5 separate regions of the Mus musculus genome follow, and all the other regions are linked to region 1. A link is a contact called in public HiCAR-type and promoter capture Hi-C data. All regions are on one chromosome and are shown on one strand. The core of a region is the stretch at or near the end of the contact, and the rest is flanking DNA. Distances in the headings are between cores, read along the strand shown.

The links. Promoter capture Hi-C pulls out the DNA fragments that hold promoters and counts their contacts. HiCAR-type assays count read pairs that join an accessible place to other places.
Region 2: a promoter capture Hi-C map of hippocampal neurons shows a contact between it and region 1, with 2.3 times the contacts expected there. The contact joins the enhancer-like site here to the promoter of Sh2d4a in region 1. A contact is called at or near these places in 4 of 39 promoter capture datasets (embryonic stem cells, hippocampal neurons, pre-B cells and 1 more), 1 of 484 Hi-C or Micro-C datasets (bone marrow-derived macrophages), 1 of 115 datasets of contacts at active chromatin or transcription factors (embryonic stem cells) and 1 of 9 other capture datasets (adipose tissue).
Region 3: a contact with region 1 is called in a HiCAR-type map of kidney, with 3 times the contacts expected there. The contact joins the enhancer-like site here to the promoter of Sh2d4a in region 1. A contact is called at or near these places in 2 of 39 promoter capture datasets (liver and pre-B cells), 3 of 115 datasets of contacts at active chromatin or transcription factors (bone marrow-derived macrophages, cardiomyocytes and kidney) and 3 of 9 other capture datasets (adipose tissue, liver and pancreatic islet).
Region 4: a promoter capture Hi-C map of liver shows a contact between it and region 1. The contact joins the promoter of Psd3 here to the promoter of Sh2d4a in region 1. A contact is called at or near these places in 19 of 39 promoter capture datasets (the 3T3-L1 cell line, the C10 cell line, the HPC-7 cell line and 12 more), 2 of 15 datasets of contacts at CTCF or cohesin (both in the NIH/3T3 cell line), 6 of 484 Hi-C or Micro-C datasets (bone marrow-derived macrophages, cerebellum, embryonic stem cells and 3 more), 12 of 115 datasets of contacts at active chromatin or transcription factors (Th17 cells, bone marrow-derived macrophages, cardiomyocytes and 7 more) and 5 of 9 other capture datasets (adipose tissue, embryonic stem cells, liver and 2 more).
Region 5: a promoter capture Hi-C map of liver shows a contact between it and region 1. The contact joins the enhancer-like site here to the promoter of Sh2d4a in region 1. A contact is called at or near these places in 9 of 39 promoter capture datasets (the 3T3-L1 cell line, the C10 cell line, cranial neural crest and 4 more), 5 of 484 Hi-C or Micro-C datasets (bone marrow-derived macrophages, embryonic stem cells, urothelial organoids and 1 more), 12 of 115 datasets of contacts at active chromatin or transcription factors (bone marrow-derived dendritic cells, embryonic stem cells, fetal liver and 5 more) and 3 of 9 other capture datasets (adipose tissue, liver and macrophages).

The regions. Positions count from the first base shown.
Region 1 is chr8:68,275,226-68,277,897 of GRCm38.p6, forward strand. It overlaps Sh2d4a (SH2 domain containing 4A), which reads left to right and starts at 1,303. Exons shown (of 9, transcript NM_028182.1): 1 at 1,303-1,647.
Region 2 is chr8:68,686,591-68,689,262 of GRCm38.p6, forward strand. The region is part of intron 1 of Csgalnact1 (chondroitin sulfate N-acetylgalactosaminyltransferase 1); the gene reads right to left. Among named protein-coding and RNA genes, the nearest start is that of Csgalnact1, 47 kb to the right of the region's middle. Within about 2 kb of position 1,376, at least 20 of the 459 cell types and tissues checked have an H3K27ac peak or open chromatin away from gene starts, as enhancers often do. A contact at or near this core is called in hippocampal neurons, where this site is marked.
Region 3 is chr8:67,955,089-67,957,760 of GRCm38.p6, forward strand. The region is part of intron 3 of Psd3 (pleckstrin and Sec7 domain containing 3); the gene reads right to left. Gm15991 (a long non-coding RNA gene) reads left to right here. Exons shown (of 7, transcript XR_003947558.1): 1 at 1-2,040. Among named protein-coding and RNA genes, the nearest start is that of Gm15991, 3.0 kb to the left of the region's middle. Within about 2 kb of position 1,308, at least 146 of the 459 cell types and tissues checked have an H3K27ac peak or open chromatin away from gene starts, as enhancers often do. A contact at or near this core is called in adipose tissue, bone marrow-derived macrophages, cardiomyocytes and 2 more, where this site is marked.
Region 4 is chr8:67,973,262-67,975,933 of GRCm38.p6, forward strand. It overlaps Psd3 (pleckstrin and Sec7 domain containing 3), which reads right to left and starts at 1,313. Exons shown (of 16, transcript NM_177698.4): 1 at 872-1,313. The coding sequence starts at 902. All of the region lies in intron 3 of Gm15991 (a long non-coding RNA gene), which reads left to right.
Region 5 is chr8:67,999,859-68,002,530 of GRCm38.p6, forward strand. All of the region lies in intron 4 of Gm15991 (a long non-coding RNA gene), which reads left to right. It also overlaps a transcript of Psd3 not described here. Among named protein-coding and RNA genes, the nearest start is that of Psd3, 27 kb to the left of the region's middle. Within about 2 kb of position 1,308, at least 6 of the 459 cell types and tissues checked have an H3K27ac peak or open chromatin away from gene starts, as enhancers often do. A contact at or near this core is called in bone marrow-derived dendritic cells and liver, where this site is marked.

The DNA of each region.
Region 1 (2,672 bases), core at 53-2,552:
TAGGAACACGAATTTACAGTATCTGATGTGGAGTAATAGGAGCAAATGCATTTGAATATTGCGTGCCAGAAATGGTTCTGAACACTTTGTGCAAGAGCCTCTATCTATTCAATAGTCTCTGGCATGCAGTAAGTATCCAAACATATTAGGGCCAGCCATGCTCTGAGCACTTTGCATGCATTATCTCACTTGAGCCTCACAAGAATTGAATCAGCCAGGCACTGCTGATATCGTGAATGGCAAACTGTAAGGCTAAATGTAAGGGGGAGAGCTGTCATCAAGAAAGGCTTGTCAGGACTTGGAGACAGAATGAGTCTGGAGGAGGGTACCTAGTGATAGCATCAGTGTCCCATGGGCCCCTGAGCTGGCTGATAGCCAGCTTGTACAGCTCCTTAGTTTCCAGAGAGTGTGAGGACACGTGCTGAGCAGATACCACCAGTAGGCAGAGGAGGACAGAGCATTCTAAGGCACCTCATCTGGCCACCCAGTTCAGTACAGTGGAGAGTAAGCTTCGGGCCGGGAGTCCTTGCCTGAGTGGATCTCAAGCACAATTCCCAAATGGCTGAGTCGTGTTTCCTGAGAGTGTAGGGTGTAACTCCTGGCTGTAAGGTTTTCCAACTCAAGGGTTTTCTGCGGTTGTGAAAGCCTAAGATAAACAATGTTTGGGTCCAGCATGCCAGGCTCCTAAATCGATTGGACAGGGTGTATAAAGTCACACCGTGTTTCTTGTTTATAAGACTTCTCTCTAACCTCCACAGTCTGAGGTCCTGTGTCATCCCTCCGCACCTCTCAGCCCTGTTTTCTCCCCACATCCCTAACGTTCCTCACCCGTGGAAAAGGCTGGTCCACCTTTCCACTCGGCTCAGCTTTCCTCCCTCCCACGTATGCTTAGGCTTCATTGGTGCTCTGTGCCATCCGGGCCCTGATCTGTTAGTCACAGGGGACTTCCACCTTTTTCCCCCTTTCATGTTTCTCTCCCTGGCTGCCCCTGTCCCTAGTGCCTTCAGCCTGCAGCATTCCAGTCTTTCTCTTCCTTGATCATGCTCGGTAAAGCCACACCTGGAGTCACAAATGCTTCAGAGTTTGATAATTTACTTAATGTCAACAAAAGAGAAGGAAAAAGTAAGCTGTAGAATGCAGGGGCAGAACTACAGCCAACTTGGCCTGCAGGACCCAGGTTCCCAAATGGGCCTTGCCTGCCTCCGCAGGCTCCACCTACAAGTCAAATGTGGAAGGGGCCGGACTATTGTAATTAATAAGTCCCACAGACCCCCACTGAGGTGGTAAGGCAAACTACCCCAGACTGTAGACAGCGCTCTAGATTAACCAAGGACTAGTGGCCTTGCTGTCACTGGACCAAGGCAGCCAAGCTTGCCTACTGGCCCTGGAGCGCCTCCAGCACCCGGGTGGGGCCTTGAGGGAGCGCCCAGTCAGTCACCCCAGCATGTGGGCGCGGCGGGGCGGGCCAGGGCTGCGATCTGGACGCTGAGTGTCCTTCTGGTCCCGAGTGTTTGTCCAGACAGCCCGCGCGGCTGGGTCTCTGGGAGGCTGGGTCTCTGCTTGTCCTCCCTTCTCTTCCCGGACAGTTGCTGTAGGCAATCTGGAGGTGGCAGGTGCTTGGGTCACCTTGCTCCGGGTACTGAGCAGGTAGGTGACCGGGTCGGGTAAAACGCTGGAGCATGGAGCCAGGCAGAAGGGTGAGCGAGGAGTGGGAACCAGCAGGTGAGTCTCTAGAGCGAAGGGTAAAGCACAGAGGACAGGGACAGGAGGAGACCCTGGTTCCCGCGGTCAGGCTGTTCACCTGTCCCTCTGGTCCCTCCTCCACCGCGCGCAGGGCGAGCTCGGGTGCCCAGAGGAACCGACCGCCACAGCTGTGGGTGTCCGATGTCTCGTGTAGGGTGTCCAGTATCGGCAGCCGGGGCCGGGCGAGTGGCGGCCCTAAGAATAGAGGGCTTGTGATCATTATACTAAGAGTCTCCAGTGGGAGGAGAATCGGAGGCAACTTGGAGTCTTTCAGGGAAGTCATGGTGCCCGGGCGGTGTGCATGCACGCGTGGTGAGTGCTTACACTGGCCGGGGCAGGTGCAGCTGCGGAAGCAACCTGCGAGGGTCGGGGCCACGAAGCAGGTGCTGGGTGCCTGCAACAGTACCCACAAATCAGCGGAGGTCCAATCACTGGGCAGTGCCATGTGGTCTCTCCTGGCCCGGAGGTGACCTTCCAGACAGAGTCCTGAAACCTGTTTCAGCCCACGCAGAACTCTATTAGAGAGCTCCCCGCGCGGGGACACCCTCCCGCGGGCGCCCTCACGTGGTACAGAGAGCAGCGGGCTCGTCCCCTCCCTATGGTTCTGGGTCAAGGCTCAATCTAAAATCAGCCTAGCAAGAACTTTCCTCAACAAAAGTAAACCATCCGCAGCCACTCCTGCCCTGGGGGGTTCATGGGCCCTAGGTGGAGTCACTCACTGTTTGCAGATTTTCTCAATAGTGTTTCTCTTCACTATGGCCCTAGAGAAGCAGGGATAACCAGCTACATCTTGCTCAGTTCCCTGACAAGCTTCTCTTGTTTGTGGAACGAAACAATGTATTTATAATTTTTAATTTAATAAATAAGTGGAAGAAATACTTAGGTGAAGATTGGGCACAAATGGACTTGTCTAGTTATATCTGTGAAAT
Region 2 (2,672 bases), core at 126-2,625, 410 kb after region 1:
TCCTCCTTAAGGAATACTTCTAGGAAAAGTTCCTAATTAACCAGCTTAAGCTATGTCCCTGGAAATGATCTGTGACTTCTGGCTTAAAATATTAAAAACCTCAGAGAAAGCTATAAATTAATGTAATTGTCTCTGTCATTCTATAAAATGCATAATTGAAAATTAACACAGCTTGACTATATCTAGGGACTGGGCAGAGTTTATAGTCCATGTACTAGGAAATAATTACCATTCAGTAAGGCTGTGGCAGCCTAACCTCTGGTTTGCTTTATAGCACTTACCATGAGGCAGTAAGAGCATCTCTAAGAAGGATGGGTCCCTTAAAAGACAAGGATCAGTTTAAGGATTATGTACTTGGAGACAGGAAACACACCAAGTTTACCACCAAGACTTCTCCAGAGGAAGGAGGGAGAGCAAACAGTCCGGTTATCTGGGATATTTTATTCCTTTTGTTTTAAAATAATCTGAAGCAGAAAGGACTTAACACAAGTATTTATTAAGTTCAGGAAGGGGGAGGTGAGTGCCTGTTGTCTTTCTCTCTGTGCTTTTCTGTAGGAAAAAAATATCCAAGAAGAGAGAGCATGTTTTGAAGGAGGGAGATGCTTCATTTAACATTTCTTGTAAAATGTGTTAAATCGGGTAGGAGGCCTATAATTACTTCTTCACAGTGCAGTTTGCCAGTTTGAGAAGCAATTCTCCTGAACTCATCCTCAGACTTTGTTCTGTTTTATTAATACTGGAGAACCAACTGGAGTGCTGTTAAATGCTTTCCAGGTTGCCCAATGCATAGATCCCTCCCTTATTCTGTTTCTATGCTCTCAGGTAGAATATGGTTCCTGGAAATAGTAGTTATTATAATAGATAGAGAGAAATATCGTCTTAGTCCCAGAGGACTTTAAGGAAAACTGGCTCTGTAGCCTCTGCTTCTTTCAGCAACTGCCAGTGTCCAATAGGTTGAGACCAGACTTTATGTAGTCCTTTTCCTTCTTAATGTCTGTTTTATAGCATAAACATGTCCCAGAAGCTAACCGAACTTTAGGTTCTTATAGCCCTGTAAAGGATAGCTGACAGTCCTCACATTTAGTCTAATCCCAATACGAGGTAAATTGTCATCTGGTAACACAGCTGAGTTGTATTCCAGGGAATAAAAAAAGAGGTGGGAACTGTTTTTGGAAACTCATATTTTTACCCAAATGTGTTTATCAATCAATTTTATAGCAGTCATAGATATTTCTCTCTTTCACAAAGGTGTGTCAGAGAAGAAGTAGAGAAAGAATTCTAAGCAACTCAGTAATAAATTGCACAAGAGATGGCTACTGTGATGAAATCCAGTAGATTGGATCCTGTGTGCTGATTGACAAGAAGTGGTGTGTGCTGTGGCTTCTATTTAAAGAAATGAACACTGCCAAATAAAGCTAAACCTTATCTGGAAGCTTTTACAGCATAAACCCCAAATCAGCAATACTAGCACACTTAAAAATTCATATTTTTTCAGAATCTTAATTGCTGAATGTGTCATAAGCTATAAAAAGAATGAACATGGAAGAAAAAATACTGCCTACCACCCTGCAGATTAAATGGCTGATTGCAGGGTCCTGGCAGGCTTCTTGGGGCTGATTCTGTGTGGACCACACTGAGTGCTTGGAGGCCAGGCTAACACACTGCCATGGCCACAGGCATTACTCTCTTGTTCCTTGCTGTGAGATATAATATTCCTCAATCTAGAAAAGGATAAATTAACCATGTATAGTGTCATTGATCTCCCAGATGCTATCATGAGACTCACTTTCCCAAAACCTTGTCTCTGAACCCTGATGGAGGTACTAGCCCCCAGGACAGGGAGCAAGCTATGAGCACAAGGACAGAGCACACGGTGTTGAAGTTAGGATCAAAACTCACAAGTCCAAGACCAAAACTCATGCTTCTTCATGCATTCTCTACTTACACAAGGGGCGCCATGCCTAAAGGTTGTATTTGTTGTAGTGTGATGTTTGGATAGATGCAAACAATTGTAAGTTTATATTATGTGTGTGCATGCACATGTGCACATGCCTGCACAGGTCCTCACACACATGTATGTATGCATGTGTATAAGCCAGAGGTGAATAGTAAGCAACTATTCGCTTCAATTTTTGAGACAGCATCTCTCTCTAAACCTCGAGTTCTCAAATTTGCAAATTTGAGGTTAAGCTGGTCATTTGTCTTTTTGTACATTTATTATTTCTCTGTGGAGAGGACATTCAGAATTCTGTAATCCTGTGAGGTTGCCAAGGAGCAGGGGGCAAGTTAATGCTGAGACCTGCCCTCTATTATACTTGAGGCAAAATTGTCAGCCTCATGAATAGTCAGCTCACTGTTTGCCCAGCTTTGCTCACTGTGAAGCTGGGGAGGAAGCCCTTTCCAGCTCTTTCTGTCCACATCTCCAAATGTAAGTTAAAGTTTCTCTTTATTGTTTTACCCGTCTCTCAACCAGCAACCATCCTGCTTATCTACAAATATCAAAAGCCATCTTAAAGAGTACCCATCTGGGAGAGGGCTCAGTGGATAAAGTACTTGGGACACAAGCATAAGGCTCTGAGCTCAGATGCCCAGATCTGTGTACAAAGCCACGTGCATCAGTGAACATTTATAATCCTATAGCTAGGGAAGCAGAGATAGGAGGCTCACCAGCC
Region 3 (2,672 bases), core at 58-2,557, 320 kb before region 1:
ATCATTTGAAGTTGTATTTGTTAAAAGACCACCTCGCCAATCATCACACCAAAATTTGGAAAGCCTGTGTAAATTATATTTTGTACAAAAAAATTAGTAGGGTCCACAATGGACACCCGGGTTCTTCCATGTATAACTGTCCTCACCACCCTCCCATTGGAAAGTGTATATCAGTAAGAGGGTGATCCCGGGGTCTCTGCAATGACCTTCAATTCCACAGTCCATCAACCTTCCAGTAAATGACTGACCACACTATTTCACAAATGCTGAACTTGCCAGGTGACTCCTACAAACCTGGATTCTGTATGCAACTCCTGTGACAGTTTTGGGGTTCAGTGAGTTAGATCTGTGTTTGAAGTCTAAAGTTACCTTGACCCAACCCCAACTGCCCCATATTGAAACACTGACCCAATCTTCCTTGTACTTTTTTCTTTCCCAAGATTTTTCTTATCTATTTTCCTATTATACTTCGAAGAATTACTCAGACCTCTGTGTAAACCATGAACAGATTAAACCTCACACTCTGCAAATTCATACACCAAAATTAAATTAGTTGGTAGGGATATTTCTACTTCACCAAATAAAAGACGGATTTCCACAAATCAATCAAGCTGTCCAAGATGAAGCTGCTCTTTATCCCCATGTTTATGCCCCCTTCTGCAACCCCCTACCGCACAGTGCTTTGTATAGGAAAGCCATGTTCCAGGAAGCCTCTGAAAGCTCAGGGCTGGGAGTCTGTCTGACAGCTAGGTGTTGAGGAGTGGCTAGCTGACTTTCCCTCTCTCTTATCAGCAGCTATCTCATTCTCCTACCCTTTACTAAGCCTCTGACACTCTTAGCAACCCGATTGTCCTTTTTTGATTTGTTTTTGTTTGTTTTTGCTTCATCTCATTTGTTACTTCTTCAATTATAATAGTTACTATTAATTTTATTTTCTCTTTGGGAGAGATTCTGTCTTTTCACAACTACACCCCTACTAAATAACTAAAGTAACATTCAAAATTAGGTTTCACTGTGAATTCTACAGGAGCGCCCTCTCCACAAATGCAATAACAAAATAAAACAAACAACTGAGCAAGAACTTTCAAATGGGAAAACAAACAAACAACAAAAACAAAAAAAAAACCGAAAAAGTACATAACTTCACTACTAAAACCACTTTAGAAATTTGTGGAGAGAATGGGAACTCCCTTTCCTGGAGAAAAAATATTCAGACCATAAAAAACTTAAGAGATTCCTGGAGCCACATCCAGCCACTACTAAACCAGGAGGCAGCAGTGAGCCCTGCCCCGAGTGACAGAAGAACAGTTCAGAGTCCCACAAGCCTCTAGGGACACTTAGTAAAGCCGAGATTTTTCACTCACCAGCTAGCAAACAGCACATGATGTTATTCTCTTCCTTTAATAACTATACATATGCAAATGCCTTTCTGCTTTTAGACTGGGGTGCTAGAACATTTCCTTAGGTTATACTTTAGCCAATTTCTTTATCACTGCTCTTTCAAGCTACATCTTCCCAAGCAGAAAGCACTAAGGAAAGAAAAAGGCTGAAGAAGAAAGAGCACAGCATTCCCTTTGAGAGGAAGGAGGAGGAAGGGCAAGAGGAAAGCAGAAAACCACAAATATCAACTTCAGGGGACTGAACAGAGAAGCACTTCCCTCAGGCATATCAGCTGCACACAGATGCAATTCACCTCTTCTACGGAACTCCTACCCTGAGAGAAAAATCTAAGAAACTGAAGTATAAAACAGATTTTTCACACAACGAAACATATTTGAGAGCAGTCTCTTATAGCTGAGAGAGCCAGGGAAGAAGCTGCTGACGTACTCCTGTATTTGCTGTCTCACTTCACCTCTGTCCAGACCCAGTTCAGCAGAAATGGACATTATTCACCATGGTTCCTGGTGACAAGGACAACACGTGTGGCTTGCAGTCTTCAGGTCAGACAGCACTTACTGGTCAGAGTTGTGGTCATCTCCTGATAGGCCTGCGAGAGAGAAACACCCAGACACAAAGGAACCCATGGGGACGTGTGTGACTGTAAGTCTCTAATTATCCTTTCTAATTCTGGAGCCATGTGACTGGACTTCACATAGCCTGCTGAACCCTGGGGGCCTGAGGCTCCCAACCTGGACCACTAAGGGAGGGGATGCTGTTCTTTGCCCCTTCATTAAAATATTGCATTACATAGCAGGGCTAGGTGAGCTATTTCCTGCTGACCAACCGACTGGCAGCTTCACGCTCAGCAGTCAGAGCATCCTGGAAGAATTTAACTATTCCTGTTCAAATGGGATCCAGGATCTCAGCAGACTTTGTTGTCTCTATATAATACTTTAAAATACACGCAGTATAATAAGTACTCAATGATCCTTCCTAACTAAATATTGAATATGAGAGATCAAGGGAATTTTCTTCGTTGACGTATATAAGAAAGTAGCTACTAAAACTAATTCAAAAACTGAAAGAGGAAAGGAATTTTTACTACAAGAGACTACTCCCAAACAATTACCCTCTCTCACACACACACACACACACACACACACACACACACACACACACACACACACCACTAACAGCAACAAAAACAGTAGCAGCCAATTCAGCATTTGGAACTAAGTTCTTGAAAATAGATAAATTCAGACATCTGTAGAAAGAAATAAAAACAAAAGAGA
Region 4 (2,672 bases), core at 63-2,562, 300 kb before region 1:
GGCACTCCCATCAGAGTCTAAAGTCAGGTTTCGTCCTGCAGACTGACACGAACAATTCCAAGCACATCAACATTGACCGGTCAACAGAACGTTGAAACTTGGTTTCTCTAGAGAGAGAAATAAATCTTAAAATACTATAAAATGTTTTTGACAGATAGGAAAGACACACTGAGAAATAAGAAGACAGTTGCTATAAACTTCCTGGAAAGGCTGTGATGACTTCAGCGTCAACTCCAATGAGAATATCCTGAAGTCACCCCCACCCCCTCCAGGCTACTTCAGTTCCTGGCTGTGCTTCGGACAAAAGCAGCTTGGGTTCTTTAAGAGAAACTCCTCCCCATCCCATCCAACACTAAACTAAGGAATAGCCTGTTTCCTTCTTTCTGCCTAAATCATGCAGCACAGAAAGGGTGCTTGTTTCTATAGGATGATAGAATGCCCTGTTCCTGGGAAACCTGCTTGGGGACGGGGAATGAAAGGAAGTAAAATTATAGGTAAGCATGATACTCTACTCTCCACTTACATTTTTTTTTAAAAATTAGAACATTCAGCATCAGACACTAAAACAAATATTAAAAGCTAAAGCCAAGTGAGGTACTGGGCAAAGGCGTTCAGAGGCCCCCGTTGCATCTTTCCGTTTTCTGGGCAATTAAAGAGTGCTTGGCAGGGATGCCCCAGAATGAATGCAGTCTGCTCTTTTCTATGGCAGGATTCAGCAGAACTTGGGCTAGCCCCCAGAAGTCTCCTACTGGGATGGCCGAAAGACAACACAAGCAGTCAATAATACAGACGGAAAATGTCACAGCAGCATTGCACAAGAGATAGATAATATATATTTGCCTGCATAGACCTACAAATAGAGGTTACTCACAGAGATTACTGTAGCTCCAGCAGTTACCCATTGATCATAGAAAATGCCCAGTTCATCAGTTTAACGCTTGAGAAAAGTTAACGAGAAAAGAAGCAAGCTAATGCAAAATGTGCTGTTCTAGTCAACTGGAAGCAAATTAGTTTCAAATTTCCTGGAGGCCCCTCTTGCCCTGCACTGCACACGGTGATGTAAATGGAAGCACTTTGAGCACTTGGAACCAGAGCTGAGCCGAGCCCAGGAACTGCCGCCTCAGCCCCTCACAAAGGCAGAGCAGCCCGCTCTCCTGCTGTGCTCAGCCTCGGTCGCTCTCTACCTTGGTAGCTTACCGAAGACAGCCACTGTGGGGCTTTTCTATAATTGTCAAAACTACTTCCAAGGAGATAACTGAGATGTCGGGAGTTAGCTTTAATGTAACCATTCCCCCAGTGCAGCAGCAGGAAGCCGGCAGAGGCTCTGAGAGGATCGTACCATCCTGGGTGACATCAGAGGTGGGGCTGTCATCCTAGTATTATGCAGCATTTTCTCTGATGCTGGAATGACACACATGAACCGAGATGGGCCGGTTCCCTTTAAAAGCATTTAATTCTCACGCTGTTCCGACGGAAGAGGCAAATGCAAAAACACTGCCCAAAAGCTGCTTCCATGTCAATCCAGAGCTGACAGTCTTTATCTCACTTGTAAGTGCTGCTGCCACACAGTCATTTTACTAATGATTACATTACTGTTCCTGTGACAAATTAATATTTCACAGTAATTGATAGTAATTGGAAACGTCCCATGAAAAGATTCAAAGATGTTGTGATCCAGTTTTAAAAGCAATGGGATAAACTTTCACATCACCTACAGTACTTTGGATGCATGCAATACTTTTCAAGCAATCTCAGTAAAAGCACTCCTTTTGTAAATAATAATATAAAATTAATACATAGTTAGTAACATAACACTGACTCTTGGACTTGATATAAATATTAAAAATAAATCTTGGGTGGAGAGTGTCCATTTGTGCTACAGCGCCTACCTAACCCTGAGTTTGATTCCCCAACACTGGAAAAAATAAAAAGTAAGTAACTCATCTTCAGTATCATTAATATTGCAATCAGCATGAGAAACACAGACACTTCAAAAAACTTTCCTATTTCATACACTCAGTAACCAGCAACCAAGAGCCAGAAAATGTGCTCACTTTAATTTATAAAAAATATTAATTTATAAATTTTATTTTAATTTATAAAAAATGAATGGCCACTTTTATAAATAATATAATTAGGTTAGAAAATGTGTAGTAATATGCTAGACACTGCACTAAGAAGTTTCATTTTGTGAATCCTTCTATCCCCCAGAAGTCTCTACAATAGCTACTATTATGAACCCATTTTATTGATGAGACTACTAAAATACAAAAGAGGTGTGAGTCTTGTCAGATCAGATGAGTAAAAGAGGCACCACTGGAAGGGACTCAAACTCAGACACTACGGCTCGAAAGCTCAGCCTCTGTACCACCAAGCTACACTTCCCACAAGTCTGCATGCCAAGAAAGAATTCTGAAAGAAATGTTCAGGGTTTGAAACTACAACAAACCAAGTAGGCCCATCTCTCAAGAAGACCAATTCATACGCAGGGGACAAAGATCAGATGGTGTATCTAGGGACAGCAGACTTGGTGACAGAAATGAAGCTGAGAAGTCCAGCTTGACAGCTGGCAGCTTGTCTTACTTGGGGAAAGGCTTAAAATCTCCCAGCTTTAGTTTATTAACCTCCAAGCTGTGGATGTTTAGCTTCTTGATTAGTAAACGCTGTGGTGA
Region 5 (2,672 bases), core at 58-2,557, 280 kb before region 1:
GTGCCACAAGGTTGTGAGTTACAAACCCTGGACTCAAACTCAGAAAGTCTAACTCCAAAGCACAAGTTCTCACCTCTTCCTGTCTCCCAAAAGACACCTCCACCACCACTTTTCTGTAGACTCGGATAAGTGCTCTGAAACTCTTAAGACTGTGTATCTCACACTCTCTCTAAGGAAAGTGTATTCAGAAATGTGCTGCTCCCATGCACTGAAAGGCCAAGCTTTGGGGTCAGGAAATTGTAACTGAAAGGAAATTATTTCAGATGCCACCCCTTGAGAATGGGGATAACAGAGGCAATTTATGGGATTTCCCTGAGGATCAAATAAGATACAATATTCAAAGTGCATAGTATAGTATTGGAATGCTAAGGAAGTCAGTCGGTAGGATTACTGATACAGGTACTAATATTAGTTCTATTTGTTCTAAGCTGTTTGGAAGACTGTTGCTTCTAATTATAGAATGTGACAGTAATTTTCAAGTGAGAGCTCTCTTAAGATTACATTGTCTAAAAAAATTTGTGGAATTGACTCTCCATAACATATGATGGTAGCCAAAAATAAAGTATAGTTATACAGAATGATGGTAAATGTGGAAAATAAAATCTTAACAACAAGTAGTTAATTCTTGAAACTTGAAGTATGGGAAGCTGAAAATTCTTCAAAAAACAGACTTGAAATTACCTAGAGCAAGCTGTAGGAACTATATCCAACTCTAGTTTTGGGAAGACAGCTCTAGAGAACAGTTGGAGCACACAGGCTTCACAGGGGTAAGCAGGAAGTGATGTAGGTAAGTACAGGATGCAGAAATAAGTAGGACCACACATCTTTTACCTAGAAGACAATGTTTAAGACACTTACTAGAATCCGGAGTTTTCTCTTCTGACTTGCCAAACAGAAATTCGTACTTTGCCTTGGCAACACTCTGAGAATGTGCTGATGCACTGTTAACCCAAACAAACGGCTCTGCCTGCAAAATGAGAACCAAACGAAGACATTATCACAAATACAGCATAACAAGTAATGACAAAACAAATTACCCAAGAAGGGAATGATTACACCACCGCGGTAAATATGCTTGATACACTACTATATAATCACTCAAAATTAATCAAACAAAAAATCAGAATATAATCAGGACACACGATTTCATCAATGAGATCCAGCCAGAAAATAGTATACATGTCATGTCTATGGGGGTGGGGGAACACCACACACAAAGCCTGCCATGACTCAGTAACGTGCTTGCCATGTAAGCACAATGACCTGAGTCCAATATCTGGAACATATGTTGAAATCAACAAACAAACATGAGAGCTATCAGTCTGTAACTCCAGCCCTGGGAAGGCCGGCTGGCCATGCCTACTCAGTGAACTCCAGACCAATGAGACTCTGTTTCAAACAAAGTGACTGGCTCCTCAGGAATGATACCAAGGGGTAACCTCTGGCTTGCACACACACACTCACATATATGCACCCACATGAACAGGCTCTCACATGCATGCATACACACACAGTAAGTTTATGCTAGCTTTTAGCTATTAAAAACCTTATTTTATTTTCTGCATGATTAACTTCAAGTAATTCTTTCTATGTGTTTGGTTGAGCCACACCAAAGAGAAAGTAGCCTTTCTCCAAAACTTACCATATCTGTACATCAGAAATACCACTCAGCTAGTCAAGGAGTATACCGAACTGTAAGTAATTCCATTGATACAATCTGTCTTAAATTTGAGCATCTGCCCAGATTCTTAAAAGGCTGCTATTTAAAGAAAAACTACAGGGGTAAAATTGGTTCACATCATAATTCCTAAGACTTCCTTCCTGACTGCTTTTAGACAAGTATTGAAATTTGAGTGGTTCCCATTTCTGGCCTAGAATTAAGTAATAGATGAAATTTGATCTATGCCCACCGTGCAGTCATCCCCTTGCCTCTACTGTGAATGAACACATCCAAGATATGATATTATCTACACTGGGTTCTGTCTTGACTACAAAACATCTACTCTCATGTAGGACTCTTCTCTGGGCAACGCTGACATCAAGGGTTCTGTGAACAATCAAGTAACCACTCGAAACAAGGGTACCTCAGACTTCCTGCCTGTGAAGCAGAAATGTCTGTCGGTGACAGAAGGACCAATTACAACTCCAGCACCCTACAACAGCCAAGTACAGCATGTGGTGTCATCCCTGGTGCTCTCCCCTGGCTCTTCTATGCCACTATCAAAAGGTTAACTTGCAGAAGTTTGAGACAGCATTCCTTAAAATACTTCTGCAATCATTTATTTTTTATAATGTATAAAATTCATCTCTGGAAATTCTTCTTAGTGTAGTGTGTTTAACAAGTACAGATTAATTAACCTTTTCCCCAACAGAGAGAAAATAATGATAATCTGTGTATGTAGAGAGCTCTGGCTAATAAAAGGAACTCTCCCAGGAATTCCCAAAGAAGGTGACCTAATTTGGGGAAGATGCTTATGTAGGGTTTTCTGAGGAAGTGATCGCTGCAGAAACGAGAAACACGAGATGCTTGGAAGGTCAGAAACATGTACTATGCAGAGGGACAATGACCCATACCTACACTGAGAGCAGGCCAAGCAGCTCAGAAGAACATGTAAGGGGCCCATTTCAGAGCAGACAGAGAGCAACAGGGCTCTCAGAAGCAATAGCAAACC